Linked DNA regions of Sus scrofa: all the other regions are linked to region 1. Evidence: chromatin contacts called from public Hi-C and HiChIP or PLAC-seq data. All regions are on one chromosome and are shown on one strand. The core of a region is the stretch at or near the end of the contact, and the rest is flanking DNA. Distances in the headings are between cores, read along the strand shown.

What was found. Hi-C and Micro-C count contacts between places; a contact is called where the count stands out from the background. HiChIP or PLAC-seq counts read pairs in DNA pulled down with a chosen protein or histone mark.
Region 2: an H3K27ac HiChIP or PLAC-seq map of alveolar macrophages shows a contact between it and region 1. The contact joins the promoter of ZDHHC19 here to the promoter of TNK2 in region 1. A contact is called at or near these places in 2 of 5 promoter capture datasets (fetal skeletal muscle and liver), 4 of 47 Hi-C or Micro-C datasets (fetal heart ventricle, fetal liver, liver and 1 more) and 2 of 2 datasets of contacts at active chromatin or transcription factors (alveolar macrophages and skeletal muscle).
Region 3: a Hi-C map of liver shows a contact between it and region 1, with 2.1 times the contacts expected there. The contact joins the enhancer-like site here to the promoter of TNK2 in region 1. A contact is called at or near these places in 2 of 5 promoter capture datasets (fetal skeletal muscle and liver), 9 of 47 Hi-C or Micro-C datasets (alveolar macrophages, blood, embryonic fibroblasts and 4 more) and 2 of 2 datasets of contacts at active chromatin or transcription factors (alveolar macrophages and skeletal muscle).

What each region holds. Positions count from the first base shown.
Region 1 is chr13:134,079,812-134,084,164 of Sscrofa11.1, forward strand. TNK2 (activated CDC42 kinase 1) reads left to right here and starts at 2,455. Exons shown (of 13, transcript XM_021070192.1): 1 at 2,455-2,930. It also overlaps the pseudogene LOC106505774.
Region 2 is chr13:133,870,573-133,874,925 of Sscrofa11.1, forward strand. ZDHHC19 (probable palmitoyltransferase ZDHHC19) reads left to right here and starts at 2,500. Exons shown (of 7, transcript XM_021070166.1): 1 at 2,500-4,353.
Region 3 is chr13:133,890,629-133,894,981 of Sscrofa11.1, forward strand. No RefSeq gene overlaps it. Among named protein-coding and RNA genes, the nearest start is that of ZDHHC19, 20 kb to the left of the region's middle. Within about 2 kb of position 2,148, at least 24 of the 83 cell types and tissues checked have an H3K27ac peak or open chromatin away from gene starts, as enhancers often do. A contact at or near this core is called in alveolar macrophages, liver and skeletal muscle, where this site is marked.

The DNA of each region.
Region 1 (4,353 bases), core at 1,205-3,704:
CAGGATGGAGGAAGGAAGCAGAAGACCTCTTTCCTGTGAGTCTAAAGCTCCAGATAATCCTGCACTAGGGATGTCAGAGGCTCGGGTCTGAGCAACTGGAGGGGGGATGGGAGAATGGGGAGCTGTGTATAAGGGTTGCCCTTCACGGTGGAGCCAGGGCCAGTGAGCAGGAGGTTGAATACACCCCACCTGAGCCCAGAGTCTATGGCCCAGAGTCAATTCTCCTAAGAGAATCACCCCGACCAGCACTCGGACTCCTTGCTTTGTTTGATTTAGAGCCTGATTTACCAGCTGAGAAACTTGCTCCAAATCAGTTGTTTGCATCTATTATCCCCCAAATCTAGTCAGATCTGATGCTTCCCAAAGCTCCTGGGTTTGGTGTTGCTTTGTTGTGCCTTAGTGGTTAGAGCAGACTTGGGAGTCAGAAAACTTGATCTGAATCCTGGTTTCACTACTACCAGGTATTACTTAATTATGTAGAGCCTCAGTTCTATTACCTGCAGAGTCCTGCTCGCCATAGACTCTGGGCTCAGGTGGGGTGTATTCAACCTCCTGCTCACTGGCCCTGGCTCCACCGTGAAGGGCAACCCTTATACACAGTTATCAGAGGATTTGGTAGAAAGGTGCCTTGCCTACCTCATAGGGCAAGATGCCATGGTCCAAATCCACCCAGTCCAGCCCCCCTACCCCCTCCCCCGGCTGTCTGGAACCCACCCCCTTTTAAGTGCTCTACTGTGGTCAGGTCAGGGCGCTTGGACCAAATGCTGGAAAACAGGAGTGCAGAATGTGTCACCCTCACACAGCTGTCTGATATTTGATATATGGGACAGTCCTTTCTGGAGGTGTTTATTATACCCATTTTATAGATAAGGTACAAATAATAACAGGGCCAAGTTGCCCTAAGCCTTTGGGTTCGAAGCTTCACCACCTCCAGCTGTGCTAGGATCTGAGCCTGCAGGCTGCACTCTCACTCTCCCAGAGAGGAGCTCTGAATTTTCTCCTCCTTTCAGGGCATAGGCCCAAGAGGACACAGTGAGGAGGGAGGAAGTCCCCCTTTGCCTGGGACTCTTTCTACCTGTATACCCAACAGGAAGTGCCCCAGGCCTAAGCCTGTTATAGGCCTCTCCCTGGGCCCCAGGGAAAGAGTAGGGCCAGCCCAGGTTCATAAGCCTCTGGGCTGCTGCTGAGAGATTAGGACTAGAGTTCTCTGCAGTAAAACACTCACTGGATTGGGACCCTGGAAACTCTTCAATCCAGCCTTCTCATTTTGGAAAACAAGGCAACTGATGCCAGAGGGAAGTAATTTTTTATACTGTCAAATGGCAACTCAGCAGTAGCTGAACTACTTAGAATTCGAGACTCCTATTTCAGTGCTCCTCCGATAGGCCTGGTTGACTACATCTCTCAATGCGAACTCCTCCCTTCACCTCTTCTCCCTCTGCTCCACAGGAAGGTTCAAGCAGGACCTCTGGAGGGATGAAGCGGGAGCGGGAGCGGACTAGGGACCGGGGAGAGGGAGGCGTAAACTGGACAGGGCCCCTTAAGGGGGAGGGCCAACCCTTCGGGGCTCCGCCCCCCTGGGGCGGCGCAGGCGCAGGCGGGCTCCAGGAACTCCGGCAGGAGGGCGGGCGCTCCTGGCTCTCGGGCCGGCGCGCGGGGCCGCAGCACCTGCGGGGGCCGGCGCAGGGCGCTGCGCCCGGCGGGCGGACGTTGACGCCCAAAAGCTAGGGCTGGGGGCCGGGACCGGGACGTGGGAGCTGAGCGGGAGAGAACGCGGCCCCGCAGCCCCCTCCCCGGGGGACGGGGCGGAAGGAGGCGGGTGGGGGCCGTTGTAAGCGGGCGCGGAGGGCAGCACCATCTGGAGGGGCGGGACCGCGCGGCCTCTGGGGGGCAGGCGAGTGCGCTGGGCAGTGCCAGCGGGGGGTCCCAGGCGGGGCGCGCAGGAGGAGCGCGGCGGGCTTAGCCCGGCGCTGCCGGAGCAACAGCCGCAGCGGGTCGGGGTTCTTAGCTGGGGCCCGCAGCAGCTTCGCGGGCTGAAGCTCGGCGTGGAGGAGCAGGGGGGCGTGGGTCCGGTCGTGCAGGAGGAGGGCGGGGTGGGCCCGGGGGTGCAGGAGCGGGGCGGCCGGGGCCACGAGCCCAGCCTGGGGTGGTGTGGGGGCCGCCGGACGGCGCGGACTGGAGGAACCCTCCGCGGTGGACGGGCTCCGCGAGCTGGCCTGTGGTGCAGGAGGAGGGGCTGGGGCCCCGCAAGCAACACCAGGAGAAGGGGGGAGGCAGCCCCGCAGTGCAGGAGCGGGGGGAGGCCCGCACCGGGGTGCAGGAACGGGGGGAGGGGAGCCCACGCAGGCTGCTGCAGCAGCCCGAGCAGCTGTCCGAGTTCGGGGACCGCTCCTGGGAGCGCAGAGAGGAGCTTGAAAGTTCCGGAGAGCTGGGGGAGCAGAACTGGGAGAGCTGCGGGCATCTCAGACGGGAGGCAGTGGTCCTCGGAGCAGCCCCGGCACGACGCAGGAGACTGGAGGTGGTGGGGAGGGCCCGGCCAGTGGGGCCCCGGGGGCCTGAGGGAGAGGGACGCCTCGGGGTGCAGGAAGCAAATTGGCTGCCTGGGGTGCAGGAGGGGCAGGTGGTGCGGGCTGTCCAGGAAACATACTTGGACGGAAAGGGGTCTCAGGAGGGAGAAGAGCCCCCTGAGGGACACAGAATCCGGAGGCGCAGGAGGAGGAGAGGTGGTAACCCAGAGGCTGGCTGCTCAGCACCAGGGTCGGGCAGGGCCGAAGTGAGCGAAGAATGTAGGGGTTTGGGGAGTGGGCAGCAGAACCTCGGAGCTTTGGAAGCCACTGTCGGATAGCAGGCAGTGTCCTGCTGGGTCCTTTTCTGCCTCAGCCGGGTCATCATAGAAGCTGTGTCTGAAGAGAGCCAGTGGAAGGCAGCAGGTAAGGAAGCCCAGTTCTCTTCTCAGCTGGAATTATTGTGTTTGGAAGGAGGGGGCTGCAGTTATCTCAGGAGAACGTGGTCTCCAAACTGCCTTTTTTTATTTCTCGGTGTTTAAACCTGGCAAGGAAGGAAGCAGTGCAGTTTTCAACAGCAAGGCAGGACCCCTCCCCCCAGTACTGTATATGCCAACTGGAGTGATGGGACATTTCCTTAGAGTCTAGACTGGTGGCGAGACTGTCTGGGTGGCTGCCAGGCCTGGGCAGAGGAAGAGAGGAGTAGCCCCAGGCTGAGGCTGTAGAGGAGGTAGTCACCCCTTCACCAGTCTACCAGTGGAGGTAGGGGTGCCTCCATGCCATAGCTGGGGTGGTGCAATCAGCACAGGCTGCCTCAGGTCCTCAAAACACGTTCCAAAAAAGGGAAGGGGCAGCATTGCATTATGAGGACCTTATCTTGTAACCCTGTCGGCCACGTGAGCTGAGATATGAGTGTGGCAGCCAGTGACTTGGGCACGAGCCTGACCTGCTCCCGCCACACCTCTTGTCACATTTGATTAATACTGAGGGCCCAGAGCCAAGGATGAATAGTGGGCCAAAGGGCGAAGAGCTGCTGGTGGTGAGGACCACAACCTGAAAGTGTGGGAGAGGAAAGGGTATCTGCAGTGCTCAACTCTGGGCATCCTCTGTGGCTCAGACCCAGCCCACCCCCGTAGAGGTGGCCACATGGACAGCTGTGGCATTATGGGTTCCTTACCAGCCAGGGCCAGCTCCCAGCCCAGCTTAGAGGTGGGGCTTACAGGAGTGGGGGCTAAATTTGGCTTCCTCTTGACCCTCATGGCCTGGATGCCAAGCCTGTTCGCTCCTGCCCCATATGGGCTTGGTCGGCCACTTGTGGGCCTCATCTTCCTAGGGCTGTTCACCTCTTACCTGGCCCTGTCTGGGTTCTTGCTTCTCTAGCCCTGCGGGAGGAGTGGGTGCAGAGTTGCTCTCTGTCTCAGGGCCTTAGCTGAGACCCATCTCTCCCCCAGCCCAAGGAGTGGCTCTGAGTCAGATGGACCCAGACCCCTGTCCCAGCTGGACTGGGTGGAGCTGGTCCTTTTCTCTCGGGCCAGAGACAGTGGTGGTGGCATTCTAGGCAGGCAGCTGTGGCGACTCTGCTGGAGGAGCCGGTTAGCCTGCTTCCCATGCATACGCAAACTTGACCGACAGCTTCTTCCCACGCCTGCCTGTCATCCTGCCACGCCAAACACTCAGGCACCGGAAGTTCAGCTGCTGTGTCCACGGTGTCTGGCTCTTCTGGGATGGCCAGACTTGTTCTGGCACTTGGGCTTCAGTGGAGAGAATTGTTTTGAACACAGCACGCATCTTCACCCTATTTCAGGTTGGTTCTTGAATTTGTGGTAGATGAAGAGAAGGAGGACTTTGG
Region 2 (4,353 bases), core at 1,250-3,749, 210 kb before region 1:
GTTACAGATAAGGAAACTGAGGCTCAGAGAAGTTATGACACCAGGTTGAATAGAAAGCCATGGAGGTGTGAACAGAAGCAGAAGGGACCTGGGTTAGGAGATCTGTGGAGGTTCAGATGAAGTTTCTAATAGTTTGGGTTTGTTTTTTTTTTTTTTTTTAAGGGCCCATGAAAAAATGGAAAAAAAATTTAAAAAGGGCCCATGAGAGAGTCAAGGGAGAAGTTCTGGGAAGGCAGAGGAGTTTGCCCGGTTCTGGGTTGGTGAGTAAATACAGTCAGAGGGAGCAGTTACGGAGTTACTGGTACCAAGGGGACTCCATACTCCTGTCCCAAAGCACCTCAAACTATCTCCCCCCTCCTAAAGTACAGTTCTCTGGGAAGGAGAGACCCAGGAGAGTGACCCAGGAATCTCAGGGGGTCAATGACCTCCTAAGGTGGAGGTGAGGGTGCAACGAGTAAGACAAGGGCACTAACCTCCAGGGGGTCAGTCGCCTGGGTCCTGCCCTAGCGAAGACATAGGCTGACTCAGCTTCCTCAAACCATTTCCACAGGAACACTCCCCAGGTCATTCATCTCTGGCCTGGTGAGAGGCCTTGCGTTTAATCGCCCAGAGCCTTGAACTTTAGACTTCCCTAGAGCAGAACACAGGGAGCTGAGGGTGTTCTCCAAAACTTCTGGCCAGAAGTGGGGGTCGGGGAGGCAGGGGAGGAGGGCCGATGGGCTAGAGGGAGTCGGAAAGGGAAGGCTGCTAGCTGATGCTCATGTTCCTGCAGCTGGGCGGTAGTGGCTGGGAGGCCCAGGGGAGAGCCGGCTAATCCTCAGGATGGATGGTGATGGAGGGAAAAAATGGCAGGGTGTTGGTGAGAAGAGTGGGCTTTAGCTCCGATGTGGTACTTCTGCCTCACTGAAGTCCCTAAGTGGCCACTTCCTGTAAAGCGTGACCCATGGATGAGTTAAGGCCAGGCTATCCATAGCTCAGGCATGGCAAGGGGATGAGCTGGACCAGCCAATCAGATGCTTCTCTTGCTAATTTTGGACTGCTACCTGTCAAACGCTGATTTTTAGACTCAAGAGGAACAAATACTTCATTTCATCTTTTTGGTTTAAATTTCCCCCCAAATTCATTTGATAACATAAGACATCTATTCCTTCAGTTTTGACTTTCTCAGTGTAAGGATCATTTTTTTTTTCTTTTTGTCTTTTTAGGGCCACACTTGCAGCATATGGAAATTCCCAGGCTAGGGGTCCAATCTGAGCTGTAGCTGCCGGCCTACACCACAGCGTAGCAAGCCAGATCTGAGCCACATCTGTGACCCATACCACAGCTCACAGCAATGCCGGATCCTTAACCCACTGAGCAGGGCTAGGGATGGAACCTGCATTCTTATAGATACTATTCGGGTTTGTCACCACTGAGTCACAACGGGAACTCCTAAGGGTCATTTTTGAAAGAAAAAATAAACAAACCATGAATTTCATCAGCTTTCCTCAGGGGTCCTCCATCATTTGATATTTAAAGGTCCTCTCTCTTTTATAAAATTTCTTATTGAGATAAAATTCATGTAATGTAACATTCACATAACACATAAGTGTATAATTCAATGGTTTTTAGTACATTCATAATGTTGTGCAACCATCACCATTAATCTAATTTTTTTCTTTTTTTTTATTACTCAAAAGAATTTATCACATCTGTAGTTGTATAATGATCATAACAATCTGATTTCACAGGATTTCCACTCCACAGCCCAAGCACATCCCCCCACCCCCCAAACTGTCTCCTCCGGAGACCATAAATTTTTCAATGTCTGTGAGTCAGCATCTGTTCTGCAAAGAAGTTTCATCTGTCCTTTTTTCAGATTCCACATGTCAGTGAAAGCATTTGATGTTGGTGTCTCATTGTATGGCTGACTTAGCATGATCGTTTCTAGGTCCATCCATGTTGCTAAAAATGCTGGTATTTCGTTCTTTTTGATGGCTGAGTAATATTCCATTGTGTATATGTACCACATCTTCTGGATCCACTCCTCTGTCGATGGACATTTAGGTTGTTTCCATGTTTTGGCTATTGTAAATAGTGCTGCAAACCATTAATCTAATTGCACAATATTTTCATACCCCCAAAGAAAACTCATACTTCCCAATTCCTCTTTCCTCCCATCCCCTGGCAACCATTAATCTACTTTCTATCTCTAAGGATTTGTCTGTTCTGGACATTTCATCTATATAAAATCATACAGTGTGTGGCCTTTTATATTGGACTTCTTTCATCTAGCGTAATGTTTTCAAGGTTTATCCATATTGTAGCATGTCTCACTACCTCCTTTTATGGATGAGTAATATTCCATTGTATGGACATACAATTTTTGTTTTATCAGCTAACTCATTTATTTATCAGCTAATGGACATTTGAGTTGTTTCCATTTTTTGGCTGCCATTTTGCTGAACTCATTTATTAACTCTGAGTGTGTGTGTGTGCATGTGTGTGTGTGAGTGTGTGTGTATTCTTTAGGGTTTTCTATATACAAGGTCATGTCATCTGCAAATGGAGATAGTTTTACTTCTTTCTTTCCAATGTGGATGCTCTTATTCTTTTTCTTGCCTAATTTTTCTAGCTAGAACTTCTAGAACAATGTTAAATAGACGTGGCAGAAGCAAGTGTACTTATTTTCTTTCTCATCTAACAGGGAAAGTTTTTAGTCTTTCACTATTAAGTATGCTAGCTGTGGGTTTTTCATTAATTCCCTTCATCAAGTTGAGGAAGTTCTCTTCTATTCCTAGTCTGCTGAGGAATCATAAAAGGGTTCTGCCAGATGTATTTTCTGCATTGAGATGATTGTGTTGTTGTTTTTTTCCCTTCATTCTATTAATATGAAGCAGACATTGATTTTTGTATGTTGAGGCAATCTTGCATTCTTGGACTAAATCTCAGTTGGTCATGGCATGTAATTCTTTTAATGTGATGCAGGATTCAGCTTGCTAGTATTTTGCTGAGGATTTTTGTATCTATATTCATGAAGGATATTGGTCTGTTTTGTGTGTGTGTTTGTGTGTTTAATGTCTTCATCTGGATTTGATATGGTAATATTAACTTCATATAATGAGTTAGGAAGTGCTCTTTCTTCTTTTTTGAGAAGGGCTGGCGTTCCCTGGTTAACTTTGAGTATAATTTACCAGTGAAGGCATAGGCCATTCTTTTTTTTTTTTTTGGTCTGGGCACTTTTCCTTCTAGGATACTTTTTATTTTTAAGTATTATAAATCAAACTTTACACACACACACACACACACACACACACTCCTAATGAACACTAGATAATTACCTTCCAAATTTATTTTTATTCTTTGCTAATGTATATAATACTTTTACATAGTTGTAATCAATGTGCAGATTTTCTTTTGGGTCCAGCTTTTAAATTTTTGATTTAACATTTTTTTTCCCACACACAAGTTCCATCGATATAGTCCACATATGTCTCAATAGTCCATCAGACTAATCTCTAGAATATCACAGAAAGATAAAATAATCAGAGTCAAATAATATCTTTGCATCATGAAGGATATGTTCCAGTCTAAAAGGTAGTTTTTAGCCATAGGAAGAGCCAACTGTGATAAATCATCAGGGAAATAGTTGATGAAGTATGTGCTATAAGTCCTTGAAGTAAAATGAAGTCGTTAATTTTTTGGCACTATATTATATTTTAAAATATCATTTGGCTAGGCCATTCTTTTTTTTTTTTTTCCTTTTTCAGCGACAACCACAGCATATGGAAGTTCCCAGGCCAGGGATCAAATCCAAGCCAGAGCTGTGACCAATGCCACAGCTGCAGCAACACTGGATTCTTCACCCACTGCACCAGGCTGGGCATCATACCAGTACCTCCACAGAGTCAAGCCAGGTCATTAACCCACTGTACCACAGTGGGAACTCTTAGGCCATTATTTTTTGAAGAGTCTACCATTTTGTCAAACTTATTGATTTCCCCTTCAGTTTTAAGCTGTTCTAGACTACTGCTTGTTGGTTGATGATTTTGGGGCCATTTAAATGCTATTCTATACAAAACCCTTCAAAACCCCAAATAAATAAACAAAACAAAAACAAACAAGGAATTTCCCTTGTGATGCAGTGGGTTAAGAATCCCGTGTCTCCACAGCTGTGGCATAGGTCACAGCTGCAGCTCAGATTTGATCCCTGGCCCGGGAACTTCCATATGCCGTGGGTACAGCCAAAACAGACAGACAGACAAACAAAAAGCTTATAGTGTGGGAATCCTCCAAATACAGAGTGGTTCTGACGCTCACTAGCTAAAACAAATGACAAACATCAGCTATATGTAACAGAAACCCCAGTTATTT
Region 3 (4,353 bases), core at 898-3,397, 190 kb before region 1:
GTGAGGGCTGAGCCTGTTCAAGGGAGCAGCAAGATAACCACCCAACGGCTCTGCCCTCCCACGCGGGTGAGGGAGTTTCCTGTTAAGAAAGCACCTTGTCGCGTCTGTTTCTAGGCCTGGCAGTGTCCCAGGCTAAAAGTAGCCAAAGCTGTGATCATCTGAGCCCTGTGAACTGGCCTTGCTTGGAGCCATCCTCTCTCTGTGGCCTCCCTGTGTGTCCCCGTCTGTCTGCGGCTGTCTCTGCCTCACCTGCTCCCCCCTTTCCTCTCGGTCTCCCCTCTCGCTTGTTCCTCCGCCTCTTCTTCCTCATTGCAGCGTCTTCCATGCTCTGCTTTGCTCACTCGCCCCGGCCCTCTCGGCCCATCCCTCATCACCTTCCCCGGACCACAGCTTCCAGGAACACCAAGTAGACTGTCTGACAGCTTTCAAGTAATAACTTTCAACTGTGATTCTTGGAAGCCCTTGGGCCTGGGCATGGAACCTTCTAGAACTCTGGGCCAGGACAGAGGCAGGGCTGGCACAGGCTGCCTTTGTCTGTCTCTGACCGGGGCTTCCCCCTCTGCGCCAGGCACACGCTTTTCCCCAGCTGCTTCGGGTCGGGACAGTTTTGCTGCTGAAATTGGAAATTCCCACACTGAATATCTAGCTTATTTCTCAGTGAGAAGAGCATCAAGGCACAGATGCTGGGGGAGAGGTTCGGCTGGGCTTGTCTCCAGGGTCAGGTAGCCAAGGAGAGGCCAGGCAGGCTGGGTCCTCAGCCTCCTGCTTCTCGGCCCTTTCCACCCCACGGTGAGGCGCCAGGTGGATCGGAGGCCTGGGCTGGAGCAGGGAGTGCACTCTTTCTTCTCCTGGAGGCCTGGGAACTTGGCTTCCGTGGGCAAAATCACAAAAGTGATGACAATACCAGGACTGGTTTGAATGCTAACTGTGGGCTAAGTGCTGGGCTTTTATTATCTCATTTATACTTATTTGAGGGTGGGGGGCTGCGCCCTTGGCATACGGAGTTCCTGGACAGGGATCAGATCTGATACACGGTTGCGACCTATGCTGCAGCTGCAGCAATGCCGGATTCTTAACCCACTGTGCCGGGCCAGGGATCGAACCTGCGTCCCGGTGCTCCAGAAACGCTGCCGATTCCATTTTGCCACAACAGGAAATCCCTTGTCTTATCTCATTTAATCTTCAAAATGGTTTGCGGGGAAGGTGCTGCTCTTACTTTTGTGGACGTGCCCTTAGACAGCCCTCCAGCCTTCATCTCCCTCTCTGCAACGACCAAGTTTTCCAGAGGGTCCTCAGGGCTATTCCTGCCCTGCCCTCCTGGGAGTCCATTTCTTAGTGGCGAAAGGGGAGGGTCCCTGGTCTGGACGCAAGCCCTGAGGTAGACCGGGCCCCAGGCAGGGCTTATTTGATGAATCATTAGCGTCCTTTGCCTGAACCTCGTCTGTCCTGTAGTAGCAGAGGGGACATTAGGTCATCAAACAAGAGTACCGACCCCTGGGCAGGACCCTTGGCCGCCTGGGCTGGGAAAGACCCTGCCCAGGAGTTCCCAGATATCTGTTCCTCAGCCCTGACAAACACGACATGGAAAGACACTCTCCTGCCTGCCCTTTTCCTGGCCAGGCAGTGGGATGCCAAGACTGGGCATTAGGAGGCCCGGTTTGCAAAGCAGCCGTGGTTGCTTCCTGGGGCTGTGGCTCCAGAAAAGTCCCTAGTCTCTCCGAGCCACATCTGCAGAAGGGAAACTTGGGTGCTTGTGTGATGACACAGTGCACGAAGGGAAGGCGCTCCAGACTCTCACTTCTTCACACCGGCCGCAGCCCCGTGGGTGCGGGGCTGCTGTAAAGGGCGCAGTGGGAGGGCCGGACTCGGGCTTGGGAAGCCTGGCATGAGCAAGTCCCTGTCCCTCTGGCTCCATTCCCCTGCCCTTTTTGCAGGCTCTGATTTAGATCATGTGGAAGTGGCCAGGGATGAGGAGGGGGTGATGTCTCAGCTCCCTCTTTCCCCCACCAAGTATCTGTCTCTAGGGGAAGAGCAGCCAGACCTGGGTTGGGGCAGGGGTGTGGCCCTCTCAACTCCCCAGAGGTATCCCCATCTGTCAGCCACCTCAGGCCCCTGGTGCGGAAGCCTCTGGAAGGCCTCGAGGTCTGGTTGTGCCAGCTCTCCTCTGAACTCTTGGCAGACACTGGGGCTGCACCCAGGGGCATTATCTGCCTTGGATACAGTCCCGGCCAAAGAGGAAAAGAGGCTTGTTCCTGAAGCAGGGGCCATAACTAGGCACACAGAGGGCTCTTTCTTTGGAGTTGAAGCTTTAAAGATTTGTTTTCTTTACATATCCGGCGGCAGGAAAGAGAAGCCCCAAATCAAACATTCCTGAAACATGGATTTCAGGTGGCTTTAAAGGAGCATTTTGTTTGGTTTCCGTCCCACCCTGTTTCTGCTCAGTGGGGTCTCGGGCACTTGTCCCTGGGGTTTGATGGAGGGTCCACACCCTTCCAGGTTCACCGTCCAGCCTCACCAGGAGGTTCCGCAGCACCAGATCCAGCCTAAGGGCCTCTGGTCACAGCCAGGCCCCAAGCCCTGCTCCCAGGGGCCGTGGAGCACGTCCACCTCAGCCACGGAAGGCGACTCGTGGTTCCTCCATCCTCAGCGGCATTCCTGCTGCTGGCCTCACCCTCTTTGTTGAACTCTCTCTCTACCTCAAGCTCAAGGATCAGACAGACGTCTGTCTTTCTCTCACCTCCTGCTGCAAAATCCCCCAAGCCCCATCCTTGGGATATGCCCCTCTTGGGGAACTCACTCAGCGTCCTCCAGTCTATCTTCTGGCCCTCAGACCCTGCTGGTGTCTTAGCCTTTGGCCTTAATATTCCTTTCTTCAGCTTTATTAGGGCATAACTGACAAATAAAATTGTAAGATCTTTAAGATATAGAGCATGATGATTTGCTGTATGTAGATGCTGTGAAAAGATTCCCCCATCGAAATGGCCTCAATTTTCTAACTGAATGATTCCCTTGACCTCCCATCAGAGACTCGAGACCTTTCCAAGACCCAGCAGCAGGGGGAAAGGAGAGAAAAAGCAAAGGCAAAGGCAGCCATTGAATGAGAGAAGCACTTGTTAGAATGAGGAAGCACTGAGCAGGGCGCCGGGGTCTGGACCCAGGGGAGAGGGCAGCTGTGTGTTCCGAGGCCAGCCTTGATCGTGAGAGGAGCAGGAGAAATCCTCTGAGCCGCCTCGTTTGCCCTCCTTGCAAATGAGAGGTCCCTTCTGTAAGTGTGACAGGACTGGGTGGGTGTGGAGAGGAAGGACACTGAGGGAAGGCGCATCCAGAGGAGGGGACCAATCAAAGGCTTGTTCCTGTCATCCAGGGAGAAGCTGATGAAAAGACAGGCCTGGACTGTGATGGTGGGAATAAAAATCCATCCATCCATTCATTCATTCATTCAAGAAACACTGAATAACCACAACATATCCAGGAGGTAATAAAATTAATTTTAAAAAGAATGTGTTGGAGTTCCCTGGTGGCTTAGCAGGTTAAGGATCTGATGTCACTGCTGCGACTCTGGTTATAGCTGTGGTGTGGTTTTATCCCTGCCCCGGCAACTTCTGCATGCCATGGGCATGACCAAAAAAAAAAAGAGAATGTGTTCATGCATAATTTCATTTAAAATTATGCTGTATTATTTAAGTCATACTATTTTTTTTTTTTGTCTTTTTACCTTTCCTAGGGCCACTCCCGTGGCATATGGAGTTCCCAGGCTAGGGGTCTAATTGGAGCTGTAGCTGCTGGCCTACACCACAGCCACAGCAATGTGGGATCCAAGCCACATCTGTGACCTACACCACAGCTCACGGCAACGCCGGATTGTTAACCCACTGAGCAAGGCCAGGGGTTGAACCTGCAACCTCACGGTTCCTAGTCGGATTCCTTAACCACTGTGCCACGACGGGAACTCCTAAGTCACACTATTTTAAATATAATTTGTTGCATTTTTGTATTTAAAAGGCTGGAAGCAATGTCATCAAATGCCCATGGTAGATGCACAAGTGTTTGCTAATGAGGGGGATTCTGGCTGGCTCTCTGGGTGTCCAGACCCCCGATTTCTAGGCCCAGGGCTTCCTCTGTGTGACTAGGAAAAGCCCTTCCTGTCTGGAAGCCCCTTCCCTCATCTGTGCAAGGGGAGTGTAGAACCAGAAGATCAGTGGTTCATTCCAGCCCCTTTGCCTGAGGACTAGGGGGTTATAGATACTTTAACTGGCACGGCTGGGGTGCTCTGCTTTGCCCCATGGGGCTGTGCCCGCCCCACGCAGACCCCTCTCCTGCAGTGCTCCTCACCTGGGAGATAGTGGCCTCCCT